3 separate regions of the Sus scrofa genome follow, and regions 1 and 2 are each linked to region 3. A link is a contact called in public HiChIP or PLAC-seq data. All regions are on one chromosome and are shown on one strand. Each heading gives the region's core, a stretch centred on a gene start, on an enhancer-like site or on the middle of the called end of the contact. The rest is flanking DNA. Distances are from core to core; before and after follow the strand shown.

What was found. HiChIP or PLAC-seq counts read pairs in DNA pulled down with a chosen protein or histone mark.
Region 1: an H3K27ac HiChIP or PLAC-seq map of skeletal muscle shows a contact between it and region 3. The contact joins two enhancer-like sites. A contact is called at or near these places in 2 of 2 datasets of contacts at active chromatin or transcription factors (alveolar macrophages and skeletal muscle).
Region 2: a contact with region 3 is called in an H3K27ac HiChIP or PLAC-seq map of alveolar macrophages. The contact joins two enhancer-like sites. A contact is called at or near these places in 2 of 47 Hi-C or Micro-C datasets (both in skeletal muscle) and 1 of 2 datasets of contacts at active chromatin or transcription factors (alveolar macrophages).

What each region holds. Positions count from the first base shown.
Region 1 is chr7:9,755,373-9,758,072 of Sscrofa11.1, forward strand. All of the region lies in intron 1 of GFOD1 (glucose-fructose oxidoreductase domain-containing protein 1), which reads right to left. Among named protein-coding and RNA genes, the nearest start is that of TBC1D7, 48 kb to the left of the region's middle. Within about 2 kb of position 1,354, at least 7 of the 83 cell types and tissues checked have an H3K27ac peak or open chromatin away from gene starts, as enhancers often do. A contact at or near this core is called in skeletal muscle, where this site is marked.
Region 2 is chr7:9,774,857-9,777,556 of Sscrofa11.1, forward strand. The region is part of intron 1 of GFOD1 (glucose-fructose oxidoreductase domain-containing protein 1); the gene reads right to left. Among named protein-coding and RNA genes, the nearest start is that of TBC1D7, 67 kb to the left of the region's middle. Within about 2 kb of position 1,290, at least 6 of the 83 cell types and tissues checked have an H3K27ac peak or open chromatin away from gene starts, as enhancers often do. A contact at or near this core is called in alveolar macrophages, where this site is marked.
Region 3 is chr7:9,943,520-9,946,219 of Sscrofa11.1, forward strand. No RefSeq gene overlaps it. Among named protein-coding and RNA genes, the nearest start is that of SIRT5, 6.2 kb to the right of the region's middle. Within about 2 kb of position 1,307, at least 75 of the 83 cell types and tissues checked have an H3K27ac peak or open chromatin away from gene starts, as enhancers often do. A contact at or near this core is called in alveolar macrophages and skeletal muscle, where this site is marked.

The sequences.
Region 1 (2,700 bases), core at 104-2,603, 190 kb before region 3:
AGAAGCATCTAGAATGAGGGGTCTGCGTGTGTTTGGGGTGGGGCGGTGGAGATCTGTAAGGCCTGGCATCGCCCCGCCTGCGTGGGAATTTCCTGCCGTGGGAACGTTTCCGAGGCAAATAGAGCTTCTTTCCCAGTGGCCTTGGCAGTGAAAGCACAGGCACACCTGGTTTGGTGATTAGGGACACCACCTGGGCCTGGTACCCAAGGAAGGAGGAGGCGGGGAGGGTCCAGGCTGGCAGTGGGATAGCACCTGTGGTCCAGGGCCAGCATCATCACAAGCAACATGGTCCATCCATACAGGCTGGCTTCTTCCGTGCCATCTGCACAGATGCCAGCCCAGCCTTTCTTTGTGCCTGTCCTTTTCCAACCTTGCTTCCCCAGCCTCCCTCAACATTTCTGGGATGAATGAAGGTCCTTTCAAAAAAAGTCCCATTCTGCTAAAATCAGCCGGGTAATTCCTATTGTTGGCAGTTAATTTGCTTCCCTAGTGCGACAGGTTTACAAGCTTTCTGGCCCCCTTTCTGGAAAGATTGATTTGGGCACTGAGGAACCACTGTGGGCCCCAAATGAGGCAGCCCAAGATCCGGTATGATTTACTGGAAAAGGAAGCGGAAGGGGGGGCCCAGGGGTGTGGACTGAAGTTCCGATTCCAGCAATTGGAACTGCGTGACCCAAGCCATTTGACACGGAGGGAGCTCAGTTCCCTTATTATAAAATTGGAATAATAACGGCTTCTTCCAAAGGCTGCTCTGAGGATGAAATGACATACAGGTGCGGTCCTGACACATGACAAGGGCTCCTGAATGTCTGCTCAAGTCAAGATGCAGCCACATGCAAATACAAATGGCTTGTGTCACCTCTGAGAGCCGCAAGAATTCAGAATAAGCTGGGGGCAGGGAGGTACGTGCACAGTGGCAGCTGTGGCAGGTGACGGACCAAGACTTAAAATCGAAATGGGTCCTAAGTCTGGCTTTGCCACGGATCTGATGTGCAAAACCCACATGTAGAACCGAACTGATAGCTGGTCCTGCCAGCTCTATAAGACTGCTGAGAATATGAACTGGATAGGTTGGAGGAAAGTCTGCTGGAAGGAACATGCCTAGTACAAAAACCAAGTTACCAAGTAACTGCCAAGAAGCAGTTGCCAAAAAAAAAAAAAAAAAAAAAAAAAAAAAAAAAAAAACCAGAAAAAAAGCAAATTCACTGCAGCATCCTCTGCTGGAGTCCCTGGGCTGGACCCTAGATGCTCTCAGGAGCGAAAACAAAATGCAGTGCCTACAGGGTCAGGCTGGGGAGCTGAGTCACTTGACACTGGGCATCCCCCTGGCGCGGACTCCACTGGCATCAGTGGCTGTGTACGGTGGCCGGGGAGGCAGGCTGTGCCAATGCGAAGGCAAAGGCAGTGTGAGGCATGTAGCTGAACCCCTTATCAGCTGCTCCTGGTAAATAACTGAAGCTCAGCTAGCGGTCTGGGCTGCGCCTGGAACCCCTCTTTGTGGAGAAGCACCCCCTTGCTCTGGCTTGCAGCTGATATCTGGACAGACCTGTGCTGCCATCCTCACTAGAACCAGGGTCCTGTCCCCAGAGCTCCAAAGCGGGCATGACCTGGGGTGGTGGGGGTGTCAGGGGGGGTTTACAAAGCCCGGAACTGGACCCAGAGATCCAGGCCTCCCTGGGGCAGCCCAGAAGCCAGCCACACCCTCCCTGCGCCTCCCTTTTCTCTTAAAGGGACAGCTTTCAGCTTTTCATCTCTGGACCAGAGGACAACCCCCTGCCCTGAGCAGGTGAATGTTTCAGCAGGGCCGGCCACCCAAGATTGAAGGGGACAGGTGCTGGCTAGGGTGAGTTTGGACCTTTGTGGGGTTAGTTCTTGTTTTGCTTTGCTTTGGCAACAATCTGCAAATAAAGCAGGCTTTTTAAAATGTTTCTGTCCTTTTTTTTTTTTTTTTTTTTTTAAATAGGCAAAAACCTAGTTGGCAGGAACTTCCAGAATGCTGGGTACACCTGGATGTGTGCTTGCCCCAGCAGTGCTAGGTGAAAGCCTGAAAAGCTAGAAAGTTTCTGGGCTGCCTGGTGATGCTGGGGTGGGAGGTGGGGAGGAAGCAGCCCCGTTTGACAGGTGAGGAAATGGGCTGAGTCAAGTCTTAATACCTTCTCTTCTGCAAAATACTGAGGCCCTGCAGGAGACCCGGATACAGGACACTGGTGACAAAGGCTCCAGCACCTGGGGCAAGATCCCAGCAGGGCTGTGATGGTTCCCTACCCCTGCTGGCATGCTGCTGCGTGGGAAGGACAGTCACTGACTCCCAGGAGAGGGCTCTGCGTGGGCTCGGCGTGGGAAGAAGTCTGGCCTGGGGCTCCAGAACGCCTGGCCATTCATCAGACTCGCAGAGGACCATGGGAAGACGTCCAGATGTTTTAGACACTGCGGAGGCCCTAACGGTGTGCCAGCAACAGAGGACAAGGACAAAAACCCAGGCTTGGTCTGCTCTGGTGCACAGAGGGGCAGGGTGCTGGTAAGGCACCTGAGAGCAGAGAGGTGTGGCCTGTCCCCTTCTGTCCTGGGCGCTTTCCTCCATGACAGCCCTCACCCACCCACCTGTCATTAACCCCACATCCTGAGAAAAGCGGGTCATGCTCGATCACACCCCAGTCTAAATGCCCACCCTGGAGTAAGAATTAGAGAAACCTCCAGGGA
Region 2 (2,700 bases), core at 40-2,539, 170 kb before region 3:
GATATTTTGGGTCTTTTTGGCAGGAGGTGGGACGGGCAGGGGTGGAAAGAACTCACGAATGTTCTCAGAACAAGGAATGAGTAAAAGTACAGACATCTGGCCCCAGGATTTTGCTGGCTCGGGGACGTCACTGTAAACCCACTAACACTAATTGCTTCCACGTCTGTTCCCATTTCTAGTGGAAATAAAATGCCTCTCTGGCTAATGGAAAATGAAACGCCTGCTTGCTCTTTGTTTACTGCTTTACCTAAGGGCTCTCTGCCCCACCACTCCTCCCCCTGGCCCCCCATCCTGAAACCCTTTATTTTTTGTCTTTTTAGGGCTGCACCTGTGGCATACGGAAGTTCCCAGGCTAGGGGTCGAATCAGAGCTGCAGCTGCCAGCCTACACCACTGCCACAGCAACGCGGGATCCAAGCTGCACCTGTGACTTACACTGCAGCTCGTGGCAAAGCGGATTCTTAACCCACTGTGTGGGCCCAGGGAGAGAACCTGCATCCTCATGAACTGGTCAGGTTCGCTTCCACTGAGCCAAAACGGGAACTCTCTGAAATCCTTTAAAAGGCATCTTGCACCAAGCCTTCAAGAGCCCAAAATGCACAGGGTAACATGGATCAGAAAGGATGCCTGTGTTCCTGCCAGGACCAGAGAACGCCTTAATCCCAGACTAAACAAATGCAGGGGGTGGGGAGAGGCAGAAAGTAGAGAGAGGCAGAGACAGAAAAGGGAAGGAATCCTACTTTGTTTTTAATTCACGCTTCCAAGAATATGGTAGAGCTCCTTACTTGACACAAAGTACCAAGATCTGAACCTCAACTTCTGAATTCAATTTGCCAAAGAAGGGGAAAAGATAAGTCCAGCTGAAATTGGGGTTTAAAGAAATGGACTTTCAACCCATTGGGCCTAGTAATACTTGTCCTTTAAAATGATGTAGAGAGCTCACAGGGAAGCCACTGACAGTCCTGCTCTAGCTTGGCTGCCTGTGTTTACCTCCGTGGCAGGACATATCACACTGATCTAGCTCCCAGGTCAGCAGGATGACAACTTAACACACCTTTCTACCTCCAGCACCAAGCATGGGTCTTGGCAAAGCTGAGGTATAGCACAGACCCCTGGCCATCCTTCCTCTCCCCCTAGTGGTTCTAGTGACAGAACCATTAAGTTATAGCTGGACCCACGTTGCCAAGAATAAAAACTACATTTCCCAGTGTCCCTTGCAGCTATGTGTGGCCATGTGACTTAGTTCCAGCCAATAGGATATGAGGAGAAGTGGTAAATAAACTTCCCATGGCGCAATTCTCCATCTCCCCACTTCTTGTACAAATGTGAATGGTGCGGGGAAGGCGGGTCGTTGGGCATCTTGGGCCATGTAGGCCAGGACAACACCCTAGAGATGCTGGTGCAACAAGACAGGAAGGATCCCGGACAGTGTGAAGCTTTCAGGCTGCTTTCAGCACTGCTGTGTGAGATCAAAATTGTTACTTTGGAACTGGGTTAGAGTAGCTGAAATTATATGCTTAGGATTTATTTGCTGAAGAAGAGAAAGGAGGATACCCCTAAAACAGAGAACCCCACCGTGATGGTTATTTTATATGTCAACCTGACTGGGCCACAGGGTGCCAGACATTTGGTTAAACGTTAATCTGGGGTACCTGGGAGGGTTTCCTGGATGCAGTTCCCATTTGAACTGGTAGACTGAGTAAAGCAGACCGCCCTCCCTAAGGTGGGTGGGCCCCATTCAATTAACTGAAGACCCTAGTCCGAAAGCTGAGTAAGAGGGAGCTCCTCCCGCCCTACTGTCTGAGCTGGGACATCAGTCTTTTCTTGCCCTTGGACAAAAACTGAAACTTCAGCTTTCTTGAGTCTCAAGCCCATTCGTCGGCTTTTAGACAAGAACTAACACCACTGGCTGTCCTGGTTCTCAGGCCTTTGGACTGGCTCCACGGGGTCGTCAGCTTACTGACTAGAGGTTTGGGACCCCTCAGTCTCCATAAATATGTGACCTCATTCCTTGTGATAAGTCTCTGCTTTTATTCCTGGCAACCATGGGTCCAACTGAAAGTTCATGGTTTTGTTATTAGAGAAGGAGGGGAGAACTGACTAAGGGGAGGGACCACCAGGGGTCTGTGCCACATCTATAATTTGCCAAGAGCCACGCTAGATGCTGGAGATAAAAGTGGTGTATAAGACGCAGTCCTGGAGTTCCCGTCGTGGCTCAGTGGTTAACAAATCTGACTAGGAACCACGAGGTTGCGGGTTCGATCCCTGGCCTTGCTCAGTGGGTGAGGGATCCGGTGTTGCCATGAGCTGTGGTGTGGGTCACAGTCGCAGCTTGAATCCCGTGTTGCTGGGATTGTCCTGGTATAGGCTGGCGGCTACAGCTCCGACTCGACCCCTAACCTGGGAACCTCCATGTGCCGGGGGAGCAGCCCAAGAAATGGCAAAAGACCCCCCCCCCAAAAAAAAAGTGATGTATAAGATGCAGTCCTGCCAACGGTCAAAGGGAAGATAGGCAAAGCACTAGTAATTACACCATACCACAAGATATAGACTGACTGATGGATAGACATAAACATAGACATAAACACAGATACATCTCCAATTGGTTGGTTATGTTTCTCCAGAGAACGCTGACCAATGCGCCACTGTTTGGCTCTCATTCTGGAGAGCCAGCCCCTGGTTCTTCCTCCCACTCCTACTG
Region 3 (2,700 bases), core at 57-2,556:
GCCAGGTGAGAGGTCCTTCTCCAGTTTTCTTGGGCTCCATGTCTCTGAAGGCTGGCACAGTCTGCAAGAACAAGAGGCTCCAACGTGTGCAGGATTTCCAGCCAAACTAAGGGAAATGGTTGAGGTCTGGGCTGGGAAAAAAGAAAACAAATGTTGATGGAACATTCTATGCACCCAAGTTCTCAGACCACTGCCCTTTCAAATCACTGGCACGACGCCCATTGGCGATTCCATTCTGGGAAAAGCAGTGCTGGTGGGAACCCTGAATCAAAGACAAAGATGACTGATTTTAAGGACATTCAGACACATGGAGCCACGTGGGTCACAGAGTCCTCAAGGCCCTGAAACTGTTCCTTTTGGGACTCCGGGTAAGGATCTCAGTACCGGAACTCAGGTTTGGAGGGCTGGCCTGGGAACCCCGCTAACTATCATTGGGAATAGCCTTTCAGGGAAAGCCAGTCCCCACATTTCAAACGCTCTGCCGCAAAGTAGTGCGATCCAGCTGCAGGTTCAAGGAGGAAAGCCGATTGTCCTTCACTACATATCTGGGGAGTTCCCCAAGACAAAGCAAGATCCTGTCCCCTCCCGGAGCCCAGCCGTTCCCCAAAGGAAGAAACGCAAAGAAACAATCTCGTTTGATGAAGAACCGGCCCAGGGAAGGGCGCTCGGGGATCGCCAGCCTGGCCAGACGCGGGTCTCCGGCAGGGGCCGCTGCAGCCGCAGCAGGTGGCCCGAGCCGCTCCGCCCCCGGCTTCCTCGTCCCGCCCCCGCGCCGGGGCCGCCGCCGCCGCTGCTGCTGCAGTTCCGACCTCCTGCAGGTGAGTCCACCCTGGGGCCGGGCCGGGCCCTCCGCGGCCTTCCTGGGCTCCAGCCCGGGGGTCCCAGCCGAGGAGGCGCTCTCGCCGGGCCGAGCGCACCCGCGGCCTGGGAACACGACGCGGACGCGGTCGGGCACGGAGGCGGGGCCAGCACGGCCGCGGTGCGCACGCGCAGCCAGCTCGGCCCGTCGGTTCCTGCGTCCGCGCGGAGTCAAGGGGGGAGGGGACGGGCGAGGGGGAGGGGAGCGGGCCTCGCTTCAGGGGGCGGGAGGGGGCCCAGGTCCAACAGGTGAGCGCGGAGGCTCCAGTCCCGTCATCTCCCCGGCACCACTGCGGCGGGAGAGACCGGGGAGGTTGGAAAGGCGGCCAGGGCGATGGGCCTGGTAGGCCGCTGTGAAGGGCGCGGAGCACGGAGTCCCCTTTGACCCGAGTCACTCTGGGCACTGCAGCAGCCCGGGGGGTGGGAGGGAGGGCGGGGAGGAGCGGTCGGATTCGGACGTCGTTTAAAACCGCCGCCGTCGGGATTTGCTGAGCATCAGGCTGTAAGTGTGAGATGTGAGAGGAAGGCAGGAGACGGGGCCCAGGAGGCTGGTGCTGAGTTCGGTGCAGAGTTCGGGCTTAGCTGTGTGAGGCGGGAGCCGTCTGTTGGACCTTGGGGGTGGGGAGGGGACGCCCTCTTGAAGCCTTGGGTGGTTGGGAGATCCGAGAGGTAAGAGGAAAACCAGGAGAGGATCGCGACTGGAAGCACGAAGGAGCACGTGGTTCCGGGACGGGTGATCAGATGGGTCAGACAGAGGCTGGGCGCGATGCAGTAGGAGGATGGAATATTGGGTTCAGCAAGGTGACCTTGACAAGAGCAGGTGGGAGAGGGGGAGAGGGAGTGAGTCTGCCAGTGCTGATGGCTGGGGGCTGGTACATTGCATTTGGGCAGCTCGTAGGTGTTCAGAAGTATCTATTGAACACCCTTGTAAGTTTTTGCAGTTCCTTTGCAGTGTACTTATTGTGTATTTTAAATTAAGTGGGTTTTTTTTTTTTTTGTAAATTTCTTTTCTCTCCACCTCCTAATATAATCTTTCATTTATTGCATTTCTCAGAATTGGTGGGGTGCCCCCTTTTTTCTCTGCAGGGAACATACAGACGTTTTTCTTTTCTCATGGGTAGGTGAGTTTCAGGTTGCACAAGAAAGCCTGGTTAATGGGAGAATGCCATTCACCCAGAATAATATCGGTGTTTGGGAACCTATCCTGCACTCACAAAGCTCCCCAAATCCATGATGCAGGAGTTCATTTTTCTCCCCTAAGGCCTGTCTTCCCACCTGAAGATAAAATCAAGGCAGGATAATTGGTGGCTTCACCCTGGACAGTTTTCACCCCTGAGAGCTCTTATACCAGAAAACCTGAGCTCTTAGTCCTCTGACTCAACACACCGGGGGCCTTCTCTCCTTCCCTCCGGAGTATTTGCTTTTGCACTTGAAAGGGGTGGGTGAGCTTGTGGAAGGCAGAACCGCTGCCCACCCAGATCCCCCAGAAAAGCAGGTAAATATTGGCACAGAAGATGCTTCCAGTGAATACTTTGTGGTACCATCTCCAAAACAGTCTTATATTCTGAGCATTTCCAGTCATAGGAAATACATTTCAGGTGGCGGTGTTCAAAAACACAGAAAAGTTTTTAGTCTCCTTCATTTTCACATTTACTGAAAGACTTGCAGAATTTAGCAAAGCGATTCCCACATTCATTTTTTGAAAAATCATGACATGACTATGAAAACAGACAGTAGACCTGTTTGGCTTTTGTAGTAACCCCCAGGACCAAAATTATCCCCTCACTCATTACTTCAGATAGACATGAAAAACTTCGATTGCACTTATAAATTAGTATGATG